Regions from separate parts of the Sus scrofa genome. Here region 1 is linked to region 2. The links are chromatin contacts, called in public Hi-C maps. All regions are on one chromosome and are shown on one strand. Each heading gives the region's core, a stretch centred on a gene start, on an enhancer-like site or on the middle of the called end of the contact. The rest is flanking DNA. Distances are from core to core; before and after follow the strand shown. Region 1 overlaps ZC3H12D (probable ribonuclease ZC3H12D). Region 2 overlaps PPIL4 (peptidyl-prolyl cis-trans isomerase-like 4).

Region 1 (6,413 bases), core at 3,577-6,076, 64 kb before region 2:
GAGCAGAGATTCATTTGATCTGGAACAATGCCAACATAAGTGGCTTCCCTCGCCTCTAGGGCCCAACCCGCAGCATTCTGCTCTTGTGTCTCAAACCACCTTCCAGAGGCCTCTGGGAAAGCTCCACCAAGTAGCAAACATGATACAGCCCTGGGAGCCTCAGATCTGAGTGAGGGGGACTCTGCCTGTGTTCTTGGGAACAGCCTGCAGAACATCCAGCAAAGGCAGGTCCTCTCCTTGGGCTTTGCTGCTTCTCGGGGAAAAGGTGAATTCCAGTTCTCTCCCTGCCACCCCCCCACCCCCGCCACCCAAAGTGGGAAATAACACAGACTAAAGCAGCCATAACCTCAGCCTTCACACCCACAATATTTAACGTGAGAAACCAGCCTAGGGGGGAAAGCTGACACAAGAGAAACTGATATACAGTTGGACAATGGAGAGTCCATGTGTGGGTAAAGTGATTTATTTTTGGAACACAGTAACAGCTATGCAGCCTGGAGCAGTTCTTGCACCCATCCCATTCACGTTTTGTGTCACAAAGACATACCAAGACTTTGGAAAAAAATCCAAAGGGGATTACATTGAAATGTGCTATTTCTTCACTTGTTTTTGTGCGTGTCTTAATCACAGCGAACCAAATAAAATAGCTTTACAGCTTACTAAAACTCAAACTTGTCCTCAAAGGAAGCAGTTTAAACATCTCTAACTGTAAATCAGCAATGCAGGGATTCCATGTCAGGAAACAGACCCAAGAGACAAAAGCAGCTCTAACATAAAGCTTGTCTTGTCAAAAGGAAACAAAACAAAACAACACACCATGAGGGAAATCCAATGTATCTAGAAGGAGTAGGTCCTCTTCAGGACTGAGGTCCCAAAATAATAAGGTACAATTGTGGGTGCCCTCTTCAAGAAAAAAAAAAAAAGAAAAAAAAAGTGAGGAAGAGACCTGGCAGAATCCACGCTAAGAAGTTGATTGAAAAAGATGCGAGGCATCACGGGGGACACCACCCGTGATTCACAGGCACACCCGTAGCTAGAAAAGCTTCCTACTTAGCCTGATTGTGTGGGGTGTGCTCTGTAATTTCCAATTCCATTCGATTTCAGGTGTGAAGACCCACTAATTCATCTTGTGACCCACCTCTGGCTCCCAGCTGCAGCTGGACAAAAACAGCTGGGGAGTGTCCAGACAAACCTTTGGGGTCCTAGTGGGCCTTATAGAGTCTTCGAGCCTGAGAAATCACTCCCTCCACGAAGTGGCCCACCTTATTCTGCAGGACATGGACCTCCAGCATCAGCCCCTGTGTCATCAGTGAAGGTCACCAAGCGCCACCAGGGGTACCACAGAGGACAAAGAAGCTGGCTTCTCCGGCCATCTTTAAAGAAGAGGGTCCACAGGGTGAGTGGACCACCGACGGCAGCCAGGTCAGGCTACAAGGCAAGACTGGGACATCACATGCGGTGGCCCCGACTAGCTCCTAAGGGTTTGCCCATGGGCTCACCCGACCGTTGGAATCTCTGGATGAGGAAGATGAGCCTGGTGACATCCGAGAGCGCGGGGAAGAGGGCCATGACGCTGTCCACCTGGTGGGACGGGAAGATGCTGCAGAGCACCGTGCGTGCCTGGGCGCGCGCGTCCACCTCGCCCGCCCGGACCTGGGCCGCGGACCCCAAATGTCCTCCGAAGGCTGTATCGTCCCAGCCCGACTCTGCCCAGGACGAGCGGTCCAGGAGCCGGCCGGCCCCGGGAGGGAGGGCCCATGGGTCGGCGGGCCGCGGAGGACACCGGTCGCTCTTCGAGGCGCCTTGGCGCGATCCACCCCGCGGGCCGGGAGGGGCTGGCTGGGACGACGGGAGCCCAGGTACCCTCCAGTCGGGACAGCTCGGCCGGGGAGGAGGGGTCGCCCGGAGGAGCCCCGAGTCGTCGCTGAGGGCGAGCCGCGAGAAGCTGCCTTCGAGAGTCGCCACGTCCGGCAGCGGCCGCGCGGGGGGCAGGCTGCGCGCTCCTGGCTCCCGGGGGCCCGACCGGGCGATGGGGCCGCCCCAGGAGACGCCCTGCTCGCCGCCCGCGCTCCGCCAGACCCGCGTTTGCGCGCGGAGCTCGTCGGCCACCGCCAGCTGCGCATGGTGCGGCCTCTCTGGGTGGTAGAACTTGCACTTGATGCCATAGGTGCATTTCTTGCCTGGATGGGGCAGGGGGAGAGGGCGCCAGGTGAGACCGCGGGTGAGAGGCGTTGTGCGGGGAGGGCGGGGAGAGGGGACCTATGTGGTCTGGGCAGTGCCCTCCCCGCGGCCTTTCTCTTTGGCGATTCCTCCCGGAAGGCCCCAAGCCTACTGCAAACTTACCAGGTTTGGGGCCGAACAGGTGGGGGGGAAGGGCCCTGCGACAAAGACAGGAGGGACGAGGGTGCGGCACCCTACTTCTCCTGGTACAGGGCACTGGACACAGTGCCCCTGTGTTACCTAACCAGGCCAGGGTGGGTGTCCTCTGGGAGGTCCCGTGGCCAGGAATCTCCATGCAGTGACCTTCAGCGCCCACTTCCCCTTGAGTGGATGCTCAAGGCGTAGGATTGCACCCCCAGTGCTGACTCAGTTTCCCTGATGGTCCACATCCCTCTTGCTAACTATCGCCCTGGTCATACAGAGAAGGAGGTGATCAAATCATTTATCATCCAAACCAGGGCCCTTCTGAGAGTGGAAGGGCTCTGGATGGGCTGCCCGAAAGTGTGTGTGAAGAAATGACTTTGAATATTGCCTAGGGCTTCTTAAATTTCTATGAGCATGAAAAACAGGGCCTGGGGACATTGAATAACTTGCCAAAGCAAGCTAGTGAAAGAGCTGGCTAGGAGGCTGGTGTCCCTGGAGGGTTCTGGGATAGAATGATCTTTAACTCTTAATGGACAGCACCACTCAAAGTCCATAAGGGTTGGGAAGGCAGGTGGAGGGACTGTGGGACAGGATATGGGCACAAGGTGCCAGGGGAAGGGACTGAGAAAGCAGAGCTTGGGTGTGCACATGGCACCCCAGCTCCCCCAACATGGCTTTGCCCTGTGTGACTCCTGCATCCAGCCCACACAAACCTTCTCATGCAACAGGGGTCCAGACCGGCAGTTCCTCGTTACAATCACCCTGTCGGGAAACTGCTGTCCAGAGAGGTTGTTACCTCCCCAGAGTCACACAGCTGATGAAAGGCAGCACCTAGACTAGAACTCAGGCTGCTGACCACCCCCACCCCCAGCCAGGGCTTCTGACCTGAACAGGGCCCACAAGGCATGGGACACTACCCACCGTAGGGGCAGTGCTGCCAGGACGGCTCTGGGGGCTTTGGCTTCCTGCTCAGGAAGTTGTTCAGGGTGGGGCCCCGACGGCCCAGAGGGTCATCAGGAGGCATGAACCTGGAGAACAAGCACAGGGGGGTGAATGCAAGACCCTCAGGAACGCACCACTGGCACGGAGCTGGGAGTAGGCAGGGCTGGGGAGGCATGGCCTTGGTCTGATCTCTCCGTCCAGAGCTCTTTCTCCCACCCGGGGGTTGTCACAGCGTGTTACAACAACACAACCCTTCCTCCACACAGAACCAGTACAGAGCACAGCATGGACAGACCCCAGGACAGCAGCCCCTGGGCCTCCTCCAAGTGTTCCTCCCGCTGAGGTTCAAGCGCCAGAATCACTTAGGAATGCCTTGCAAAATGCAGAACCTCAAGTTGGTCAGGAATCTGCATTTTAATAACTTCCAAGGTGATTTTTATCCACTAAAGCAGAAGCATCATTGCATTAGGGCTCCCCTGGGTCCTAGTCTGAAAGCCCCTCTAAGCTGCCTTCCAATGTCCTCAACAGAAAGCTAGAGACCCCTGGGGGCCACCAACAGCCTCTCTCGTCCCCTGAACGCCATTTCTCCTGCATTGCCCCACAGCTCTGGGCCTATCAGGTGGGGAATAAAAATTAACAGAGTTTGAAATACTGGTTGACGGGTCAGGGAGGAAGTGGGTCCCAGGTGCAGGCTGCACACAGGTGCGACCACACAGGCAGCCTCAGTGCAAGATCTGCCCCCTCTGCCAAACCGGGGAGGGGGATGGGATGGGGGCAGGGCCCTGGGTTTGGTCTCAGCATCCCCGGGCTGCCGGACCCCTGCCACGTCAGTCCCTGTCGCACCCAGCCTGGGCCAGCCCCTTTCCTTCTGCATTAAGTCTAAGGAGGAAGGGAATGTCCCGGGGCTCAAAGGGGAAAACAACATTCCTCAGAAGGAAAACCCTCGCGTTTAGCACAATCCACTTTTTTATATGAATACTTTTGTTCCCAGGAGGCACTTCCCTGTCACGCAAAGGTCCCACTAGAGGGGTTGTGGATTCTATTTGGGGGCCTGTTTTTATGGGCTGGTTTCCCCCTAAGAGTCGAGGGTCATGCTGGGGTCGCCCTTGCAGACCGCATCCACCAGGCCAGCCCCAAGCTGGGCCATCCCGGGTCCAGGGTAGCTTTCCGTGGCTCAGATCCCAGCTACACAGCCGGCTTCTCAGAGTTGGGCCCAGACCAAGAATCTGGGGAGCCACCCAGCGCAGTTATTAAAAGTTCCCAAAGGCTTCACCTCCTGCTCTTTCTCGGGCCTCACAGCTGGGAGCTGGGCCAAGAGGGCCCTATGGACGTGCCCAGGGCTTGCGGCGGGTGTCCTCGCCCTCAGGCAGGCGGCAGGCTCTGCCCTCTGGCAGCCGGGGACCTTCGAGCAGGCCCTGAGCAGAGGCCAAGTTGTCAAAAGCACTTGGCCTGGGCCCCAAGCTGTCGCCAGGCCAGAGGCAGCCATGATCCCACAGACCTCAGTAAGGATTTTCTGGATCCCATGCTGTCCAGATTTGCCAGATTCCTCCAGGCCTGAGCCAGAGAGAGGGAGTGCCAGCCCTGTGAGTGTGGAAGGGACTTGGGGGCTGCTGCAGGGTAGTCGCTGTAACCATCTGCCCTGGGGCTTAGGAGGGGACCTCTGCCTCTGTGGCCGTAGGCAGTGGGGGCAGCAGGACCTCCTGGAGGGACAGGTCCTGGCCTGGCCTGAGGGTAACTGCTACCACTATGGGCTAAACTGCTCTCTGGTCCTCGGGATCATCTCAGAGGTTAAGGGTGACTGAGCCAAGTGTTACAGGCTTCAAGTCCCCTCCCCAGAGCCCCAGAGCCTCTGGCCATGTCTCTGTAATGGCCATTCTGCCCAATGTGACCCGCCTGGGCTGCTCACTCCCTGCTAGAGAAGAAATGGCACCTGTTCCTCACCTGGCCACCATCTAACCTGTTCCCCATGCAAATAAGGTGTCCTGCCCAAGACCAATCAGAAGATCAAATTGGGTCTCCACTCAGGTCCCACTGTGGGGTATAAAGACTGTGCAGAGTAAGTCAGGCCCTGTTTTGTTTTCTTGTTTTTTGTGGGGTTTTTTTTGCTTTTGCTTTTTTCAGGGCTTCACCAGAGGCACATGGAAGTTCCCAGGCTAGGGGTCCAATTAGGGCTGCAGCTGCCGCAGCCACAGCAACGCCAGATCCGAACCACGTCTGCAACCTACACCACAGTTCATGGCAACGCTGGATCCTTACCCCACTGAGCAAGGCCAGGGATCAAACCCACAACCTCATGGTTCCTAGTCAGACTGGTTTCCACTGCACCAGGACAGGAATTCCCAGGCCCTCTTTTCTTAACCTGTGCGCACGTGAGTCCTCTCTCCCTCTCTGAAAATGTACTTTCACTTTAATAAATTTGTAAAACATCCACCGTTCCAATGCTTGGTTACGGTGAGACAGGGATGGAGGAAACTGTGCCGGTAACACCAAGGATGGTTGATTCAAGGTGACAAAAGTCCAGCCCAGAGAGGGGGGGCGTTTTTCCCCCACAGTCAGCCAGTAAATGGCAGAACCTCAGTTTGAAACATCTCCCGCGCTTTCAAAGCCCCAGCTCTTTCCACCACACACACTTGCCCCCCCCAGGGCTCCAGGGTCAGGAGGTGCAGGGGGCCTGATACAGAGGCCATGTGGCCTCTCTCTGCCCATCTTCCCTTCCCCAGAGCTGCCGCCTTTGACACTCACTCATCTACATCTTGTCACTGGCTGCCCATGATGCCCAGGCTGGCTGTGGCTGTGGCAGATAAAAGACACATGGTCCCTGCCCTCACAGAGTTGGGGACCTTGTCCCAAACCGCATTCCTAAAACCCAGTGAGAAAGCCCAGAACTGGAACAGAAATTGGAATGGGAGTGATGTCCAGCTCACCGTGCCCTCCCACCTTGTGCCATGCTGTGACCCACACTCACCTTGCCAGGCTCCTGGCCATTGCCCTCAGCGTGCCTGAGGATGTGTGCACTAGACCAGTGATCTCGCCCTCCTCACCTCAGCACTGCCTAGGGGCCCTCCCCCAGCCCTTGCTAAGGGGTCTGTGCCTTGTGACCCTGACAT
Region 2 (6,416 bases), core at 1,574-4,073:
ATAAACTCTTCAGCACCTTACCATATCAATAGGCACTTAAATGCTTGGAGTGTTTACAATGGGGAGGGGGGTGAATTATGTAGTACTTAATTCTTCAAAAAAATTGAGGAAGCTGAAAATCTGCAATGGACTGAAATCTAAAAACCTCTTCTACTTGGCACAGTTTTCAAAGCTACACAAGCTCTGAGATTGGGCAGCTTTAGGTTCAAATGGTCTCTGCCACTTAAGAGATGGGTCAAGCAAAAAATACTCTTGAGGTTACATTTATCAGGGAAGGTTTCACAGAGAAGTTATAACAGACTTGAGATGTGTGGGTTAGGGCTTGGATTGGTTGCAAGAAGATTCGGGGAGTAAAAGGACAACTGAAAAGCTAGGGAAAATAAACACTGTCTGCATGCAAGAAAGAAGTTGAGGCAGCTGGAAGAAGTCGGATCAGAGCAGATCTGCTAAGTGTGTGCTTGCTCAGTGTGAAGTGCTTAGGGAGTACAATATCATCCTTACTCTAGGCATAAGGAAACAGACTCAGGAGATCCACGCAGGTTGGAGGTAATTATTTAATTGACTGGTAACTTTAATTTACTTAATTGAACTGGTAACTTTACATAAAAAATTAAAAAGGAGATGGTATGGGATAATCAAAAAAGTAACACCACACTTGACTGAATCTAAATAAACGTTCAAATTCTAACTCTTCCACTAAACTACAAGGCCCAAGGGCCTACAGGGTCAGGATTTTTTTTATATCTAAGGTGAGGAAATGAATTAGATGAGCTCTAAGTCCTTTCCAGTATGGACTTTCAAAAATTCTATCATTTTATATACATTTAATACATAAGACAAGATGATTAAACAAGCATGCAGCTAAAAAAAGAAATAGGAAAAAAAACCATAAAATGGCTGATTTAAAGCAATCAACTTAATTGAGCCAATGATTTCGTGTATAGCAGTCAAAAAATTAAAAAATCACCAAAAGCTATCCTTGCTGAGGTCTCTGGGAGACACAGATTTAGTTACATTAAAATCACTAAAATATTAGTAAATGACTGCAATAAAGCAAAAGCAGAGTCCCAAATGTTAAGAATACTGAATACCTATGAAAATCATAGAGGACAGACAAGCAGTCTGAACACTTGGCAGCCAGGCAACCCACGGCTGAGTACACATTTCCTGTAACCCCAGTAAAACTCAAACCCTCAACACAGTAACCACCTCTGGAATTAAGACGTGAGGTGGAAAAATTAATAAGAGATTTCGAATTGAACAGTAAGGCTGACATACAATAAAAAAAACAAAGCACTTGAAGAAATAAGTTAAAACATTCTTAGGAAACTACGCTTACCAAGCAAAACACCAGCAAACAGGAAAATCTGAGCTATACTTGAAAATTACCCAGCACTGAAAATTCCCTTTAATGATTATATTTCTGAGATTAAAACCAGAAGGATAAAAAGCAGAAGAACAGAAAAAAATTGGGGCCCAGTGAAATCTTAAATATGGATGCTATTTTATCAGAAATAAGAGATTATTAAATCAATGTATAATACACTTTGGGGGGAGAGATAAAGTTAGGAGGTTATTGCCAAAAAAGAGGGACACTTGCTACTGCAAAGTCTGAGGTAATTGAACAGCAAGATAAGAAGGATTCACAAAAAAGCAGCAGTGCAAGGGTGGGAACCATAGACTTAAAATGCAGCCAGTCTTTGGATTTTTTTTTTTAAGACCTCTGCCTATCTCAAACATACCAATGTATATGTCAGGCCTAAATTCATTGAGGATTCCATGTACAAGTGCAGGACGAGGAGCTGTAGCTAAAAGCAACATGGGGGGAGGTAGATTAAGGAATTTTAGTGGAAAACATACTAAATGTTCATAGAAATGTGATCTAGCTACCATTAAAAATGACTGGGGTGATCTGTGGCTAAATTAATAGAATATAAAAATTAAGAAGGATGGAGTTCCCTGGTGGGCTAGCAGTTAAGGATCCAGCATTGTCACTGCTGTGGCTCAGGTTCGATCCCTGGCCTGGGAACTTTTGCACGCCACGGTGTGGCCAAAAAAAAAAAAAGAAAAAAAAAATTAAAAGGGAGATGTTCCTATTAGATCACACTGGAATATTATACTATGGGACAAATTATGTTAGAATTAACAACTGGGAGTTCCCGTGGTGGCGCAGTGGTTAACAAATCCGACTGGGAACCATGAGGTTGCGGGTTCGGTCCCTGCCCTTGCTCAGTGGGTTAACCATCCGGCGTTGCCGTGAGCTGTGGTGTAGGTTGCAGACGCGGCTCGGATCCCGTGTTGCTGTGCTCTAGCGTGGGCCGGCAGCTACAGCTCCGATTCGACCCCTAGCCTGGGAACCTCCATATGCCGCGGGAGCGGCCCAAGAAATAGCAAAAAAAAAAAGAATTAACAACTGGATTTAGGAAAGAAAACTGCTGACAGGGATATATTCCAGGCAGGAAGAGCAGCAGTAGAATAGTTAAGGGTACAAGTCCAAATTTAAACTCCGGCTCCATTACTTAGCCTATCAAGCCACCAGCTAGTAGCTTAACCTTTTTAGATTTTTTACTTTTGTCAATGGAGATAATAGTATCCACCTCCCACACGAAAGAATTACTATTACAGCTTCACTTGAGGATTACCTGAAGGACTGACAAGGGTGTAACTTAAAACACAGAGGGCAGGGCATGAACACGGGAACCTGTCAACAGCAGAAGGCTATGGAAAGAAGAGAGATTACATCTCTGCTGGATGATGCAATGAGTAGGAAGATATGTAGTCTAAAAATAGGGAGCTAAGAATATATACAAAAATGCATTTGATGAAATTTTTTTGAAATGAAGAATAAACCACAAAATACACACAGTGGGGAAAGAGGCAGAGGGGGCGCGGACAGGGAGGGAAGGTGGGTTCACTCCAGGTACCATTCTGTAGACTCTACTTTGCAGCTATACAATTTTTAAAACGACAAAGCAAAAGAAAAAAAACTTTAAGCAATCCTTAAACATCAAAAAGAATCAAGTTAATTGAAATATGGGGGCAATTAGTGGCCTGACCACAGAGAGAAATTATTCCAAGTGATTCAGAACATAGTAACTTGACTGTAACAGTAAAAGTAGTAATAACAGCCAGAGTAGAAAATGTTTGCCACACACTTTTTTTTTCCCACTTAATCTTAACAACATGCCTGGGAGACAAATATTTCACAGAGGGGGAAACTATGGCTCAAGAAAGTTAATTAACTTGATGAGGGCACACCAATGACTAGCAACGTAGAAATCTAAACCTAGCTTTTCTGACAACAAATCCTTTCCTTTGCCAGCCACACCACATCCCTCCACCTGTGTCTTTGCGTGACATTCTCACCATTCTGGGTCCGCTCTGCCAACTGAAAGCCTCCCCATCTAGCAGAGCCTGGTTCAAATGCCTTCGCATCGTATAAATCAAAACAAGGGGTTGTACTGTAATCTCCTTTGCATTTATCAGAGAGCCAAACTGCAGGCTGGAAATGATTTCTTCTCTCCATAATAAATTTTCTTTAGGGGACTTTTTATTATCATTGTCTTATAAAATATATTGTTCAGGACAGCTTTAGAGATGATCAGGTTAATTATTGGTGCTGCTTTTATTTCATATATAAAATGTATATATGAAGGGGCATTAATGTTTTTCAGGTCCTAAAACCTCAAGAGCTTTAAGTGCTATACATAATATTTGGTGATAAATTAATATGATAAATCAGAACTTTTTTAGCATAACCATGCTTGTTTTTGATGGAAATCAGTGTCCACAGGTATGAAAATCACTCTGGCTTCACAGCATGGAATTATATATTAAGTTACTTCAGAAACAATCTTTTGTAACCTGTTACATATATTTTTAAAGTTGAAAGTTCTTTACCCTAGTGAAACTACTCCACATCTCAGAGTTAGGAACACATCCGTCTCTGTTCAGGACTACACCCTTATCTCCTAAAGTACATCAAGACGAAATTTAAAAATGGACAAAAGACTTATTTTTCTACAGCCAAGTCTGAACATCAGTACGTACCTGATTAGTATTTCTGATTGGCATGTAGTCCTCATCTTCTTTTTCTTCAGAGCAGTGGCGGGTTTTCTTCTTGTGTTTTTTACTTGTGTGGGAGTGACTTGACTTTGAGTCTTCTGCCTGCTCATCTAGTACAAGGTCATATTTTGCACTGTAGCAGCTAGTTAAGGACAAATGTGTGAGCTAACACTGGCAACACATCAAAACTGAGCAAAACGTAAGAATCTGGTAAAGGAGGCCATCAGGCTAAAGGTAACTTTTTCAAGCAGAAAGCACCTCAGAAGCATAGAGTATATTCCTACAACAGAACTAATTCATATCTTACTTCACTACACAGTCAGGAAAAGCAGAAAGAACATTTCTCTTATATAAACAGTTAATAATTGGCAGTGAGGAGTTCCCGTCGTGGCTCAGTGTTTAACGAATCCGACTAGGAACCATGAGGTTGCAGGTTTGATCCCTGGCCTCACTCAGCGGGTTAAGGATCCGGTGTTGCCGAGAGCTGTGGTGTAGGTTGCAGGTGCGGCTCGGATTTCATGTTGTTGCTCATAGGCCTGTGGCTACAGCTCTGATGAGACTCCTAGCCTGGGAACCTTCATATGCCGTGGGTGCAGCCCTAGAAAAGACAAAAAAAAAAAAAAAAAAAAAATTGGCAATGAGCAAAAAATATAGAGAAAAAAACTAAAGAGGAAAAGTACAGGTAACAAAAAATAAGGAAATATATTTGTCAATAATGAGAAAACTTAAAATTTAGAAAATGAGGGACCTTTTTAAGTAGAAAAAATGAAGACATTACAAACTCCAATGCCAGAGAAGCTATGTAAGATGGGACTCTTCTTTTGAGTATAAATTAATTCCATCCTATAGGAGAAAATTTAGCAATACATATCAATAGTTATCATGTTTAAATTCAAACAAGAATTTATAAAACATTAAAATAACACCAAGTTTAATGAACAAAGGCACAGCTGTCCCTCACTATCCATGGGAACTTAGTTCTGGGACCCCCCTGAGGATACCAAAAGCTGCAAATGCTCAAGTCCTTTATGTAAGACGGTGTAGTATTTGCATAAAACCTATGCGCATCCTACCTTATGCCTCACATCATCTCTAGGTTACTTATAAACCCCAACACAAGGTAAATTCTATGTAAATACAAGGTAAATATTTAGCTGCCTGTACAGCAAATTCAGGTTTTGCTTTTTGGAAATTTCTGGGATTATTTTTGCTGAATATTTTTAATCTGCAATTAGAAATCCATGGGTGCAGAACCTGCAGATATAGAGGGCTGACTGCATATGTGATAGGATTATTTTTAATAACAGAAACCAGGAACCATAAACAGCCTAGGAATAAAGGTATACTTAAACAATTACAGTATTTCAACATGATACAGTATTATCATGTTGTTATTAAAAATGACAAATTGAGAGTTCCCATTGTGGTGCAGCGGAAACCAATCTGACTAGTATCCATAAGGATGTGCATTCAATTCCTGGCCTCACTCAGTGGGTTAAGGACCTGGCGTTGCCATGAGCTATGGTGTAGGTCGCAGATTCGGCTCGGATCCCATGTCCTGTGGCTGTAGTGTAGGCTGGCAGCTATGGCTCTGATTCGACTCCTAGCCTGGGAACTTCCATATGCCTCACATGGGGCCCTAAAAAAAAAAAAAGGCAAAAAAAAAATAATAATAATGACAAACGAATGCTGTTAAATAACCTGGAAAGATATTTATAAAAAATTAAAAGAGAAAAAAGCTTGAAGCAAAAAACCATATATACCACACAGTGATTATAATTACAAAACTTTCTAAAAGATCAAGGCTTGAAAGGAACAAGGAAAAATAACAAGTATCATTTGCCTAGGTGGTAGAACTATGAGTGAACCTTCTTTAAATTTCACATCAATGTATAAACAATGTTTTAATTCAGAAATATACATTTAATATATTATGTCTTAGAATAACAGAAAATGTAAAACTATTAATTACAACCTCTTCTAAAAAAAAATCTCTAAAATGGATTCTGAGGAAAGCTGACGAGGACTAGAACAGTGGTTTTCAAGAGTAACTTAGGAGGAAGCCGAAAATGCAGAGCTATTTTAAGTGGCTGGCGTGTGGGACTAGAGTAAAAGCAGACACTTCCCTCAGGACTACAGTCTCACGTCTGTTTCCACAGCCACAGCTCAGTGTTCCCTCAGGGATGTCTCACTCAACAGGAAAACCCTGCACCTTCTGGCTTTTCACAGGATGCTAATGACAGCCAACCAGCCTGTCCCATCCCTATTGTTACTCCAGTATCTCCAACATCTCTTCTCCTTCACACTATGTCGCCATGCTTCCACAGAACCTTCTGGATGGTCTCCTTTTT

What was found. Hi-C and Micro-C count contacts between places; a contact is called where the count stands out from the background.
Region 1: a contact with region 2 is called in a Hi-C map of embryonic fibroblasts, with 5 times the contacts expected there. The contact joins two enhancer-like sites. A contact is called at or near these places in 9 of 47 Hi-C or Micro-C datasets (alveolar macrophages, blood, embryonic fibroblasts and 5 more) and 1 of 2 datasets of contacts at active chromatin or transcription factors (alveolar macrophages).

Annotation. Positions count from the first base shown.
Region 1 is chr1:16,493,009-16,499,421 of Sscrofa11.1, reverse strand. ZC3H12D (probable ribonuclease ZC3H12D) reads right to left here. Exons shown (of 6, transcript XM_003121158.4): 5 at 3,286-3,392; 6 at 448-2,180. The coding sequence ends at 1,450. Among named protein-coding and RNA genes, the nearest start is that of ZC3H12D, 33 kb to the right of the region's middle. Within about 2 kb of position 4,826, at least 32 of the 83 cell types and tissues checked have an H3K27ac peak or open chromatin away from gene starts, as enhancers often do. A contact at or near this core is called in embryonic fibroblasts, where this site is marked.
Region 2 is chr1:16,426,883-16,433,298 of Sscrofa11.1, reverse strand. PPIL4 (peptidyl-prolyl cis-trans isomerase-like 4) reads right to left here. Exons shown (of 13, transcript XM_021086908.1): 12 at 4,051-4,198. Among named protein-coding and RNA genes, the nearest start is that of PPIL4, 29 kb to the right of the region's middle. Within about 2 kb of position 2,823, at least 3 of the 83 cell types and tissues checked have an H3K27ac peak or open chromatin away from gene starts, as enhancers often do. A contact at or near this core is called in embryonic fibroblasts, where this site is marked.